Linked DNA regions of Oryza sativa: region 2 is linked to region 1. A link is a contact called in public HiCAR-type data. All regions are on one chromosome and are shown on one strand. Each heading gives the region's core, a stretch centred on a gene start, on an enhancer-like site or on the middle of the called end of the contact. The rest is flanking DNA. Distances are from core to core; before and after follow the strand shown. Region 1 holds the start of LOC4344298 (protein ENHANCED DISEASE RESISTANCE 4). Region 2 holds the start of LOC4344329 (probable lysophospholipase BODYGUARD 4).

Region 1 (7,017 bases), core at 1,096-3,595:
ATTCAGAGAGAGAGAGAGAGAGAGAGGTAGAGACCTCCTGGCTTTGCCTCGGGGAAGAAGATCGACAGCGGCGGTGGCGGTGCTCCGGCGAGGTTATCTCCCGCGCCCTCGGGGCAGCGGCGGCAAGGAAGGTGGGGGGGGGGGTTCGAGTGAGCGGCTGGGAGTAGGAGGAGGAGAAGGAGAAAGGGGAAAGATGGGTGCTCCTTCCGAATTGGCGCACGTTGAGTTGGTGTGAACGCCGCGTCCAGCTGCAACGTGTATGCGGGAGGGAGGGCCCACTCCCCAGTGGGTGGGTGGTGGGCCCGACTAACCGCGCCGCCAGGTCGTTTACTCATTTCCCTTTTTTTCTAAAAAAAATTAGCCATATTATGGGATAAATATGACCGACCCTCTTCCGCTTGCTGGAAGTGCTGCCAGGTTGGCAGTTAGACTCGTCGCAGCCGGGTCTCTTTCTCTTCTCTATCTGCCCGCGTGTTTCTGTGATCCGCGCGAGAGAATTGGCGCGTAAAAAACCGTCACTTCAGAGCCGGAAAACCGAGTCGCCAAGCCCAGCATCTTTGGGCCCCGCTCACGTTTCACTTTCACCTCTATCCTGATAGGCGTATTCGCTAGGAAAGCATATAGGAGTAGGAAAACTCAGTGAACGTACACTCGTGTACTTAATTTTAAGAAATATTCCCTCCATATTTTAATGTATGACGCCGTTTACTTTTTTTCAACGTTTGACCATTCGTCTTATTCAAAAAATTTATATAATTATCATTTATTTTATTGTGATTTGATTCGTCATCAAATGTTCTTTAAGCATGACATAAATATTTTCATATTCACACAAAATTTTTAAATAAAACGAATGATCAAACGTTGGTCGAAAAGTCAACGGCGTTATACATTAAAATACGGAAGGAGTATATTACTAGTATGTACTAATATATTATTGTAAAAACATACTCCCTCCGCCACATAATATAAGGGATTTTGGGTGGATGTGACATATCCTAGCACTACGAATCTTAACAGGTTTCTTAATCAGATTCGTAGTACTAAGAAGTATCACATCCACCCAGAATCCCTTATATTTTGGGACGGAGGAAGTATAAGTTTAAATTCGGCATTTACAAGTTATAAAAAAGATGAATATACATATACTATTAAAGTCTAATTTATATGTTTGTTATAATTTATATAAATGTTGCACATTAATCTATCTTCTTTTTCTTTTAGAAAAGATACTAGTAAACAAGTAATTAAAACTATTTTTCCTCGTGCCATGCCGCGCGCGAACCGGTTGGTAAGGAGAAGTAGGTCGATAGCTGCAGGTTGGTGAAGCTCGCACAGTCGCACCGTGCAGTCGCAGAGGCGGCCGGCACCGGCGCCGCCCGCGGCCACACGTACGTTGCGTACTAGTACGAGGCCGTACGAGAACGAGCCGCTCTAGCTGCCATGTGTACACCGACGGTGCCTACCTGCAGCCAAGAAACGCCTTTTTCGTTTCATGATCATGATAGCCGAACGCTGTGGCTATCGGCTCATTCATTTGGCCGAACCGTCCATCGGTCCATGCCTTCCTGAGCCTCCTATGTGATATTTGTCGCACCGGCATGCGGCAACAACATCACGACCAAAACTATCAACGGCACTTCGTTTTCTATGCTCACTGCGCACACACGTAGATAGTCCTATAGTACACAGGTACGATGCCAAGAGATAGATAGAGCTAGCTAGCTCTGCACGAGGTCAAAGACCATCATACACATATCGTTGCCTTTTTATTTTCCTCGTGTAAGTGATCGCTGCCCATTGAAAGTGGGTTGGTCTCTCTAGCTCGCTTGCTCCACGTATGGATGTGAAACGGCATGCTTGCGCTTTTCTTCTTTGTTTAAGCAAGGAACATGCTTCATGCGGTTATTGCTGTTCTGTTTGGCCGCGGCGTTTTTTTTTTCTAATGATTGCGTGTGTCTGCAAAACTTGCTTTGTCTGTGCTATGCACACGATTCCGGACTCCAGTTGGTACACACTAGTACAATTTGTTGCAAATAAATAGTTCTCGTACTAACCAATTTTATTTTCTTGACCTGTTTAAAACAGGAGAATAAAGTAGGAGTACTCACATATACAATGTGAGACACTCATAGAGTATCCTCACTAACTGAGGACACTCGTAGGAAACTCAATTCGCAATAGAAGGTATCCCTAAATGGGTTCCTCAAAATCTAAAACAACCCGGTGAGAGTACTATAGCCCACAATGGGTGTCTTGGCCCAATGGAGTCCCAGGTGAAAAATCCCCAAATACCCCTCCCCAGCTCATTCTTTTTTTTTTCCTTCTCTTTTCTTCCTCCCCCACTTTTGGCTTCTAGCTTCTTCTTATCGCTATCCTCGTCGCCCATTCGTCGCCGCCTCCTCCCAGCTTGCCGCCGCCACCTCCCTCCTCTCTTCCCCTGCCGCTCGCCGCCGCCGCTTTCCTCCTCGCCCTCCCCAGCCACCGCCGCCGCCTCCCTCCTCGCCATCCCCAGCCCTGCATCCATCTCCCTCTCTCCCCAGCCACCGCTGTCGCCCGCCTCTCTGTCTCCCTCTCGCTGCTCGCCTCTCTCTCGTCGCCGGCGGCCGCGAGGCGATAAGGAGGGCTGCCTCCCTCCCTCTCTCTCGTCGCTGCTCCCTCCGCGCCCTTCGGCTGCCGCCGGCCGCCGCCCGTCTCCGCGCACGCCGGAGAGCTGGTCGACGGGCGAGCGGCGCGAGGGGCGATCTGGCCGACGGCGAGCGGTGGGAGGCTGGACGGCGCGCGAGCGCGGGAGCGGGAGCAGGAGCGCGGTGCGGTGGCCGATGGCGTCCAAGCTGCCGCCTCTCTTTCCAGATCCGGCTGCCGGTGGGCTAGATCTGGCCGGCGCCGCTTCTCTCTCTCGTCGCCATCCACCACACCGACGAGGCCGCGCCGGCTCCGTCACCACGCCCAGGTGAGAGAGGGGGGGGCAAGAAGGGAAAATGCAGGGGAATGAGGCGGGGAATGGGGCACCGAGGTCGCCACAACGGGTTCCTTCGAGCCGTGCCTCAGGAAAAGGAGATTGGAGGAGCCCGAGCCGGCCGTCCCCCTCGTGGGGGTCGCGCCCCCCCTCCAAGGGCACGGTGTGCGGACGGGAGGCGGACGCCGTGAGCAGGGGCACGCTCTGAGGCTACCCATTGTGGATGGCCTTACTCCTCGTCTGCAGCCGCCAACACGTACGATTACACGAGCCAGAGAAAAGGGCATAGAAAAAGACGATACAAGGCAGCGCACGCACGATCCCTTCCCCATCCGCGCCGCGTGCCGTGTGGCCGCGTGACGGCAACCGCTCCCGCTACCCCACCACACGCGTCATGAGGCATCCAGAAAACCCTCGCTCTACACGCGCGCCAGTAGCCACGGTGGCATCCAGAAGTCCACAGCGAGCGAGCGAGCCAGTAGGCCACAGCAGCAGCAGGCAGCGGCGGGCGGGCGCTGGATATGACGACGCGGTGGCACTCGCGACTGGCGTCGGCGACACGGTCGCACCAAACGACCTGGCCCTCCCTGCCCTCCTCTTCTTCTCCAAGAGGAGGAGGAGTCCAAAGCCAGCCACTCGCTATCGCGGAAGCGGTCAGACTTCTTCTCCACCCCATCGCATATAAATATTTCTCCACCACGCCGCTTCATTTTTACATCACCCCAAACCCCATCATTTCTTGCTTCCTCAGCTGCTTCTTCCTCCTTCCTCTTCACACGACGCTCCCATTTTTATTTATATATATCAGCATCGTTTCTCCTGGCGTCACTGCACCCATAACTGCCAAGAATTGGAGCTGTCTCTTCTCCCTCTCTCTCTCTCTCTCTCTCTCTCTCTCTCTCTCTCTCTCTCTCTCTTTCTCTCTGCATCTGAGAGAGAGCCGGAAGAATTGGAGTTGGAGCAGGAGAAGCGTGGAGCTTCTGAGGATTGATTTTGGAAATTTGGAGCTTGAGGATCGGATTGAGTAGTTTCTGAGGATTGGGAACAGGAGAGATCGAAGCAGGAGCTAGGAGAAGCGTCTGGAACTGAAGGGGAAAGCGAGAAACCAAAAAAAACAAAAGATAGGTGAGTGGGTGCTCCTGTACCCGACTGTCTTCTTCCTCCTCTGCTTTCTTCATCTACTTCAAGTTTTTAGGCATCAGCTCAGCAAGTTCTTTTTTTTTTCTCTCTTAAGGTTTCAGAAATGTTTTTTGGTTTCTTAATTGTTTTTCATCATGCGAAAGATAACGTACCTAGGATTACCAAGGGTTTTGGAAATTAACTGGAAATGGGCAAGCATCTTCTACCAGCTTGTAGTGTCCAATAGCCGGCTCTTTCTGTTCTGTTCGTTCATTTGCTGTGGCTTACACCTTGTGTGCGTGGTCACACACAAAAACCGTGACTTTCTGTTGAGGAAGATTCTGTCTAAATCCTGTACTTCGTCTTGTATAGTACTCCACTACTACTAGTAGCTATAGTTATTGTGTTAATTAGGACTAATGACATCATCAGAGTTCTGATACACCACTAGTTTTTAAATTTAGAAAATTACATAATGCCCTCGACGAACAGTTCAAAGTTCAAACATACATGTCGCTTCTTGATGCTTACGTGCTTAAGGCTTACCGGGCATTTTCCTTTACTATTGTATTCGCATGTAAACTAAGTTCTATGTATTAGTATATATTATCAGTCAACAAAATTCCACACAAGTAGTACAAATTTCCTGGATTTCCTCTCTTCTTCCGTCAGAAACTGCAGATTCGATGAAGCAGAACACTGACGAGTATTTTTCTTGTAACTGTCTCCCAACACAGACATCGAGCTTGATCGGTTAGCACCTGCCGGATACACCTTTTGCTGCATGCGAGTGATGTTCTGTGGCCTTGTCGGCTCATGGCAATCTCAGACGCCAGAGTGGTTCGCCATGTGAGGTGTCCCAAATGCTTCAGTGTTCTTCAGGAGCCCACCGGCGCGCCGGTGTACCAATGCGGTGGATGCGGCACTACCCTCCGAGGTAAGAATTCAAGCTCCATGACTGCTCATGATCGAGAATTTGATCTTGGATTTTTGCCTTTTGGTCAGTCTCTGACGGATTTTGTTGCTTTTTTTACGCAGCGAAAAACCGCACCGGCAACTCACAGGAGGTGATCAGTGCTCCCTCCTCTTTGGGGAGTGGCCTGCCTCCTCACAGCAAGCACCTGGGCTCCAGTGATGTTGCAAGCACCAGTGGATCCACTCCTGAAGCTCAAATCAGCAGTGGGCAGCAAGGAGCTGACATGACAAGCCGACGCGAGACTGATGATCTCGTGTCGGCGAGGAACAATGCTCCTGAGCCAGAGCGAGTGGTGCCAGCTGAGAAGGAGGAAGAGCATGTTCAGAGTACCAGTCAGCAAGCTGTTGGCAATTCTGAAGATCTCACAAGAGGAGATGCAGCTACTGCAGCTGATGCACAGTGCAGTGACAGAGCATCTGAAGGCAAGGTGCAATTTTCAGAGAGTAGAGAAGACAGTAACACCGAACTGCAAGATGTTCAACGAAGCGACCAGACTGAATCTGATGCTGAAGGCAAGAAAAGTTCAGAGGAAACATCCCAATCTCCACGCCGCGATGTCGTCGAGCTTCCACCAAGTTCAGTTCAAACCCCAGACTCACAACCTGCACCGGCTGTGTTGAAACGGGAGGATGATCCGGCGACGAGTCCTCCTCATGGCCATGCGCGTCGATCACCAGAAAGCTTGGCGCCGCTTCAGAAGAGGATCCTGAAGACAGTGGACAACCTGAAAGACGACCTCTCTGAACTTTTCAGTAAATCTCCTGAACTGAACAAGCCGAGGACGCACGCGCGCCCTCCTCGTCTTCCCAGGCAAGAAGGCTACGCTCCTCGCGACGCGGCCATGGCGGCGGCGGCGAGCATCCAAGCCATCAGAGCGCGTCACGCAGCTGTCCACCGTCCCGGCTACATAGCTCGTGCAGGCAAGCCTGGTCAGCTCGCTGCTCCACCTCCACCACGTGGCTTGCCGTCGCGGCGCTACCGCCGGTGCAGGGCTGATCACCCGTGCTGCCACGACGCGCGCCATGGGCCGTCATGCCATCACGGTTGCTGCCCCCCTCACCATGGCAAGCAAGCGTGCACCAGCTGCCGGGGACAACATTGCTGCAGGCCAAGAACGCAAGAATCTCCTGCGCCGCGGCGGCCGGCGGCGGCGGCGGCAAAGGAGGTCGTCAAGCGGCGGGCGCCACCCAGGAACCATTGCCGGCCGGTGCTCAAGGGCGCGCCGTTCATCATCTGCTCCAGCTGCTTCAAGCTGGTCCAGGTGCCCGCCGACTTCGCCGTCTCGACCAAGACGGTGCGCAAGCTGCGTTGCGGCTCGTGCTCCGCCGTCCTCAGCTACTCCTACCGGGACCCCGACAGGAAGAAGCACGGCGATCAGTACAGCGCCGACGGCTCACCGGCGGCGCCGCGCGGCCACGGGCGGCGAGGCGACAAGTTCGCGTTCCTGGACGACTTCGGCCACGTCGACGTGAGCTACTCCACGGAGGACGAGCAGCCGCTGCACGTGTCGAGGAACTCGTCGTTCAACACCGTCGACGAGATGGCGGCGGCGGCGACGCAGCAGCATGGCTCCAGCCTGCACCGGCTGATGGGGTACGGCTCGGCGAGCGACCTGCTGTTCCGGCAGCACTCGCCTGACCTGTACGAGAGCTTCTCCGAGAGGACGACGCCGGAGGCCGCCGCGCTGTACGACCGGAAAGGGAAAGGCGTCTGCGTCGACCTCGACGACGACGGCGGCGACGATGACTCAGACGAGGATTGCAGCGGCGCGCTGAAGAGGTCGAGGCTGAGAGGGTCCGGTTGGCCATTGCCGGGGATACTCAACAGCAAGGGGACGACTGGAATGGGAGCAATCAGGATCAAGTCATAGTAGTGTAGAGAACTAGAGATAGATTCAGGTGCTGGAATTTTGACAGAATTTTCAGTCGTTGGAATTCTTATAGGTAGAGTGAATTTCATTCGG
Region 2 (6,787 bases), core at 747-3,246, 260 kb before region 1:
TTAACACAAAACAAATATACTATCAAAAAAATATTAAATCATTTGGTATTGTTTCTATAAACTTGGTTAAACTTAAATAAAATTTGAATAGAAAAAAAATAAAACCGACTTATATTATGATTTATAATATGAAAACAAGAGTGAGTGCTTATATCTGAAACAGTCAAGTCCCCTTTGCAAATTCAAAGATTAATCTGCCAATCCACGAGCTAGAAAAGGATTTTCCAATATACGGACACTGTTCTGACGAAAGAAACGTGTCGATGGATTCACCCTAGTCTTTAATCTCTAAAAATTGTAGTACCAGTAATTTCAAAGTGTGGACTGAATTTCTCTATGCTACATCATGATTTCATATCAGACATTATTCTACACACCAACAATCAACATCCGTTAACCTGCCCACCCTGATGCAGATGCTGCTAGCTGCTTATTCTGATGAGACGCGGACCAGAATGCTCTGAGCTCCTCAGCAAATCCCCTCTCCCTGCCGAAAACCACCGTCTTGTGGTCGCAGCCTTCCATGAGTCGGAGCTCGGCGCCGGGAAGCTTGGCCTTGAGGTGGCGGCCGCACTCCGCCGGAACCACCTGATCGTCGCCGCCGTGGATCACCTGCACCGGGACGCCGGCCGCCTCGACGGCCTCCAGGTTCCTGTCCTGCAGCATGGCCCCACCGCAGATGACGTTGTGCATCGTGTGCCACGCCGAGTGGTGCGTGTGCTTCGTCAGATCACCCAGCAGAAAGTCCACATCCCTGCAGCATGCAACAACATTTTTTTTTGTTTAAAATCAATCTTAGTTAAAAGGAGCTTTGTTTTCTGAACTCTGAATTAATCCTAGTATGTGATTACCTCTTTCCTGTGATGAGCCTGAAGAGGCGCTCCCAGAGCAGGTGATTTTTGCAGACCAAGAAGCAGACAGTCCTCCCAATGTGCTCGTACCATGACATCACTGCGGATCCGAACTGCAATGGCGGCCACAGCTTCTTCTCCGCCAGTCTCTTCAGTGCCACTTGGCTCGCCTTCTCTTCGCATGCTCCGAAGTACGGCTACAACCAAAGCAACGGATCGATATTTCCTTAATTAAATTCAGAGCTCTCACTGATTCTTCTTCAGATATATATGTACTGTACTTACCGGTGCAATCAGTGTGATTGATCTGACTCGTTCTGGGTGCTTGGCAGCCAATGCGAGGGCGATGATGCAGCCCATGGAGTGGCTGACAAGATGGAAGGAGCTCAGGTTGAGTGGATCGATGAGGCTCCGCTCGATCATCTCGACGTGATCTTTCAGTCTGTACATGCAGTTTGCCGGCTTGGGAGACTTGCCGAAGCCGAGGAGATCGACCGCCAACATTCTGCAGTTGTTGAGGATGGATGATTCGCGGAACACTGTTGCCCAGAACGACGATGACGAGGTGAAGCCGTGGATGAAGATGGCGTCTTCTTCTCCACTCTGCTGCGTCGTTGTCACTGCTCCATCTGCAAAAGCTAAGCTCGCGAACGTTAATGTCGCCGACACGGCAAAGCGAAAGGATTGTAACAGAAATAACGGAAGCGGTTGAGACCGTTTGGCGGCGGCGGCGGTTGGTTGGCGACGAAGTGCAGCCGGCCGTCGTCGTGGCGCTGCCATGCGCGGCACGAATCGCAGCCGCAGTCCGACCACCTCGGGCTCCGCCCCTTGCGCCGCTCCGTCTCCGTCTCCGGCGAGCCGCCGCTCCTGCCTCTGACGAGCCCCATCAGCGCGTCTCGGAGAGCGCTCCGCCGGTGGTACAATGTGTCGGAGACCTCGTCGTCGTCGTCCAGCGCCGCCGCGCTGTGGCTCCCGTGGCAGTAGCAGCTGACCGGGCTGTCCTCGAAGACGGCGTCGAGGAAGCCGTACACGAAGCAGAGGAGCACGTCGACGACGTCCAGGAACGCGAAGACGGCCGCCGCGAAAGCTGAGGAGACGGCTCTCGGCCACGCGGAAGGCGAGACGATGACCGCGAACGCGAGCATGGCCGGCGACCCGCCGTAGTTAGGGTGGACGGAGGAGGGAGGTAGATGGGCGGATGGAAGACGATGGTGCGAGAGAGTAGTAAGGCTGGAAATGCGCGTGCGGATGGGAGCGTGTGTATGGCGTTGCTCCACGTCGCTAGGTGGAGACGAAAAGGAAGCAGCGACTGTTCGCGCGGTTCCGCCTGCCGTTCGTCGGTCGCGCGGTGCTTGCGTGAGTTTGCCGGCGATATCTTTGTGTTCGGTCGCCGTGTCACCGTCGCGACATCGCCGGAATTTTCTCGCCTCCGGTAGCTTTCCTTGAAATTCATGCGCCTTCTGTTCTTACTCACCGTCAAGGTCAAGCCCAATAAAAAGAAGTCCAAATTAATATATGTGACGGCCCAGTAGAAGGCCCAATTAAGCCCACGGGGCAACGACAAGAGCCCATGTATTCAGCGCCACCACCATCACCGCCGGCAAGCGAAGCGGCCGCCTCCGCCTCTCCCTCTCCCCTCCGCCGCGTGCGCCCGCCCGCCGGCCACGCTGCTGGGCTCTGCTTACACTCCACGCCAAGGCCTCCGCTACTAGCGCTCTCGCTTCACGAAACCCCATTTGCTATTGCTCCCTCGCCGCCGCGCCGTCTCCGTCCCGCTTCCCGCCCAAAACCCTAGGCTCCTCCGACCACCGGTGGGGGGCCATGGCGCCGCCGCGGGAGCTGGACCTCTCCGACGAGGTCGAGGGCGAGGAGGACGGCACCACCGACTTCGTCTTCCGCCTCGCCGGCGACCCCATCCCCCTCCTCCCTACCACCTCCTCGCCGCTCCCGCTCTTCGACCTCCAGTCGCCTCCCTCGCGCCCGCTCGCCGTCTCCAACCGCCGGGCCGCGGTCTTCCTTGCCCACCCCAACGGTAAGCCACGGAGAAGTCGCGACGGACCAGGGCATTCCCATCTCGATCTCACCGCTTCGGGTTTCCCCTCGTGTTTCCAGGGTTTATGGCTGCGACGACCAAGGCGTTGATCGAGGCCAGCAAGGAGGCGCGCGAGAAGGGCAAGTCGACCACCCGCTGCGCACGGGACTGCTGCGTCGCGGACATCCCTCTCCCCGGGGTCTCTCTCCTCGAACTCTCCCGTGATGAATCGGTGCTTGCTGCCTGCGCAGGCAGTGTGATCCACTTCTTCTCGGCTTCTTCCCTGCTCACAGACAAGGTTATCTCATCTCCTTCCCTCATGTCGATGATAAATTTCAACCACAGGGCCAGCACAACTTATTAGAACCGGAGAATTGTTTTTTTTAATATATATCCTACTGAGCTGCATTTTACATAACAATATCTGACAGAAATGTTTATGCGATAATGACCTATAGTCAGTGAATGTTTTCAGTATCCCATGTCTATTTGCACTTTGACCTCGTGGATCTCTTATACATCTAGTAATTTTGCTCATGTATCTTCTACTCATGCTATTCACAATTATGCTACATAGGATGTGGAACCACTGTCATCATGTACCTTGGAAGGATCCAGCACTGTGAAAGATTTCAAGTGGCTAAATCATGCTTCCAAAGCCTTTATTGTACTCTCGAAAGACGGGTTGCTGTCTCAAGGAAGTCTGGGGGAAGGTCTGAAGGACATAATGGAAAATGTTGATGCTGGTTTGTGGCTTCTTCTATTCCTAATAAATTTGAGGCACAATGTTATGCAATGACTAACTGTTACAAATTCCAGTGAAACTTTCTTGAAGCAGATGTGAGATATAGCATACACCAATATATTTCAAATATTCAATATTCACACCTTATAAAGTAAATTTTATTTGTTATTGGCTGTTGTGAAGTTCAATACTTGAAAACCTTATTTCGTCGTGTTACTGTTTTGGATAGGAGATCATGTTCTAGGATCCTTTTTGTAGTTTTGTTTTAGAAATGCATCTGTACAGTTGTTAAACATGCATTGGTTTGTAAATGGTATATATTTGGATCATAGATGGTAAGAACCATTAATTTATTGATGCTATAGCCTATATTATTGTGAATGAAAATTACAAGAACATCGTTCATTTGCAACATATATCTCTCTGTGGGTATTGCAAGTTCATTCGACAGATCTTTGTTTCTATGAGTCATCTTTTTTCTATAATGCTTAGTCTTTACAGAAGACAGCTAGACAAACTAGATTGATTTTTGTTGTGGGCTGTATAAAAAGGATGATGCCATATTGAGTACTTATCTTTGGCGCATTCCTGCCTTTAGTCATTAGCACACTCCTTGGCCATTATGTGCTAGCATAGCATATTTCTTGATCAATGATTCATTGTTGTAATTGAAGTTAACCATCACCACCATACTAGTTTCTGAACTGAATTCTCCCATCGTTTTGAAATGTATACAGTTGACTGCTGCAAGGAAGGGACTCACATTGTTCTTTCAAAAAAGAATACACTTAACATATTATCATCAGATTTTAAGGAAATATGTTGCATGCCCCTCTTGTTCCAGCTATGGTCTGATGATAGTGATTCAGATGATGCTAGCATCAAAGGTAAGCACCATTCAGTTTTTCTTTTGTGGCCTGTATCTCCATTCCCCAGTTACAGGATGAATTATTGAATTGCTCCAAGTTCTTCGCAGTTATTATTATTCACACATTTTTAAACGAAATGGTTTATGGTAGCACTATTAGAACAGATACAATCATCACCAGGCTTAATTTGGTAGCACTATTAGCACTATTACACACTAGGACATATTGATTGGCTCACTACGTCCTAGTGCGTAAAACTCGTAAAATTGTTTTCTATTCTGTGGTAAATGAAACAAGTAAGCTTGTTACTCAGGCCTAAACTTCATGAGCAGCACATGGTTTGTTACTCTTAGCGTCACAGTACACAGACATGCTAAACATACCCGTTTCTTATTTTCCAAAAATATGTGAGAAAAACACAACCCACAAATATGATCGCCACTTATAGAATAAAAATGACTAATGGGGTGAACATGGGTTTCAAGATTTGTTCCATGCTCTATGAAGTTTATGCTCTTTTCCTCAAGGTCATCTTATTCATTTTTTTATTATTCTATTGCCATCATTGCAGGCACACAGTCAAATGCATTGGACTGTGTTAAGTAGGTGATCATTTTGATTTGTTATTAATGTTTTCTTTTTATCAGTGGATTCGATTGGGTGGGTGCGCGATGACAGTATTGTTGTTGGTTCTGTAAGATTGAATGAAGAAGGCAATGAAGAGGGTTATCTTGTCCAAGTAATAAGAAGCGGCGGAAATACATTTTTTGAGGTTAGTCTGTCGTTTAGTTCCAGTTGCTTCTGCTGTGTAGATTATATATCATGAAATTTATTTTTTATTTTTTTAGAAAACGATGTTTCCTTTTTATCATATGCTTGTATGAAACAAGCTACCTTAAATAATCAAGGATTTAGTTTTACGCATATTTTCATATTGCTGTGATGGCAATATTTGTATATATTTCAGCAAATGGAAATTATGTCTTCAAAGAAGAGAGGAGCGGTTTGAGAGGAACAACTCATCACCATTTTCTGAATGTTGTAGCCTTCATCTCCATCATTCTGTCATAACCACGTGCATCTGCATACTTGTGTGCTCATATATGTATGAGTTGTGCTAATATATTGAAATGCTACATAATCCTTGGCATTAATTCAGTGGATGAATCCTTTGATCCATACCGTGTCTACTGGCCAAAATTTAAGAGGCTTTTGAGCTGTTATGAATTGGCTGTATATTGATACTTTCTATGATTTGAACTTGGTACTCCCTTCATCCAATGTTACAACTACCTTTGGCATTTGACATTTGTCCCAAAATACTACTACTTCTCCGCCTAGTCGCCTACTTCCCCACCTCAACCAATCACAACCATCCCAATTTTAATTTCTTCACCTACTCCCTCATCTCAACCAATCACAACCATTTCTCTCTTCAACCTTAATCCCCTCAAGAAATGGCAAAAGTAGTTGTATTATGGCACAGAGGTAGTAGTTTTTATTATGAAACTAGCCTTCTGAAGGAACAACCAGAAGTTTACAGAATTCCTAAGAACAAAAGTCATTTTGTTAACTTCTTGTCATATACATATATGTTTTCCAAACTGCAGTACCAGAACACTAATACTTGGGCTTACAGCAGATTTGTTATGATATGGATGTTATGATGTTGCATGTATACTAAAATATTTGGTTCTGATTATCAATAAGAACATGTGCATGATTAATATATATGTGATAATTTTTTTGTTTTTCGGACGACAAGATTTCCTAATTCTCATCCATGAATTGGCGAGGTTGAAAACTATAATAGAACTCAAGCAATAAGTTATAAAGCTATAAAGCTTGTGACCTCTTAAAAGTATTGACTGATCGAGGTGCCCTCTTAATGAGACAGCAATCCAGTTACCCGCTTAAGTTCTAGCATTAAGGTTCTGATTGATTAAAGTGCTTTTTCAACGTCCTTACAGAATTCAAGCAAGTCAGTTGTTTTCACCTATGTGGATTTTTTCCGAGGCATCATGGATGATGTTTTACCATCTGGAGTTGGACCTAATCTGCTGCTGGGCTATTTGCATCGCTGGTATGCAGACCTGAGTTATCTACTGTATTGTGTTGATAGATAAATATGGCATATTTTGTGGGGATATATTCTATCATGCTGCAATTTACACAGTATTTTTTTTGTTATACTTCTAAGAGTCCAACAGAAATGTTCATGTTGTGAGCAAGTAAATACTTGATCAAAGTATTTATTTAGCTAAACATTTCTGTTCTTTTGTCACCTCCT

What was found. HiCAR-type assays count read pairs that join an accessible place to other places.
Region 2: a HiCAR-type map of leaf shows a contact between it and region 1, with 2.8 times the contacts expected there. The contact joins the promoter of LOC4344329 here to the promoter of LOC4344298 in region 1. A contact is called at or near these places in 1 of 15 Hi-C or Micro-C datasets (seedling) and 1 of 4 datasets of contacts at active chromatin or transcription factors (leaf).

The regions. Positions count from the first base shown.
Region 1 is chr7:29,082,833-29,089,849 of ASM3414082v1, reverse strand. LOC4344298 (protein ENHANCED DISEASE RESISTANCE 4) reads left to right here and starts at 2,345. Exons shown (of 3, transcript XM_066312053.1): 1 at 2,345-3,612; 2 at 4,816-5,015; 3 at 5,117-7,017. The coding sequence starts at 4,895. The coding sequence ends at 6,924. LOC4344299 (serine/threonine-protein kinase AtPK2/AtPK19) reads right to left here and starts at 228. Exons shown (of 7, transcript XM_015791281.3): 1 at 35-228.
Region 2 is chr7:29,338,998-29,345,784 of ASM3414082v1, reverse strand. It overlaps LOC4344329 (probable lysophospholipase BODYGUARD 4), which reads right to left and starts at 1,996. Exons shown (of 4, transcript XM_015791082.3): 1 at 1,567-1,996; 2 at 1,137-1,480; 3 at 852-1,048; 4 at 152-754. The coding sequence starts at 1,996. The coding sequence ends at 394. LOC4344328 (nuclear pore complex protein NUP214) reads left to right here and starts at 2,458. Exons shown (of 18, transcript XM_066312074.1): 1 at 2,458-2,883; 2 at 2,964-3,181; 3 at 3,461-3,629; 4 at 4,366-4,515; 5 at 5,145-5,269; 6 at 6,468-6,580. The coding sequence starts at 2,673.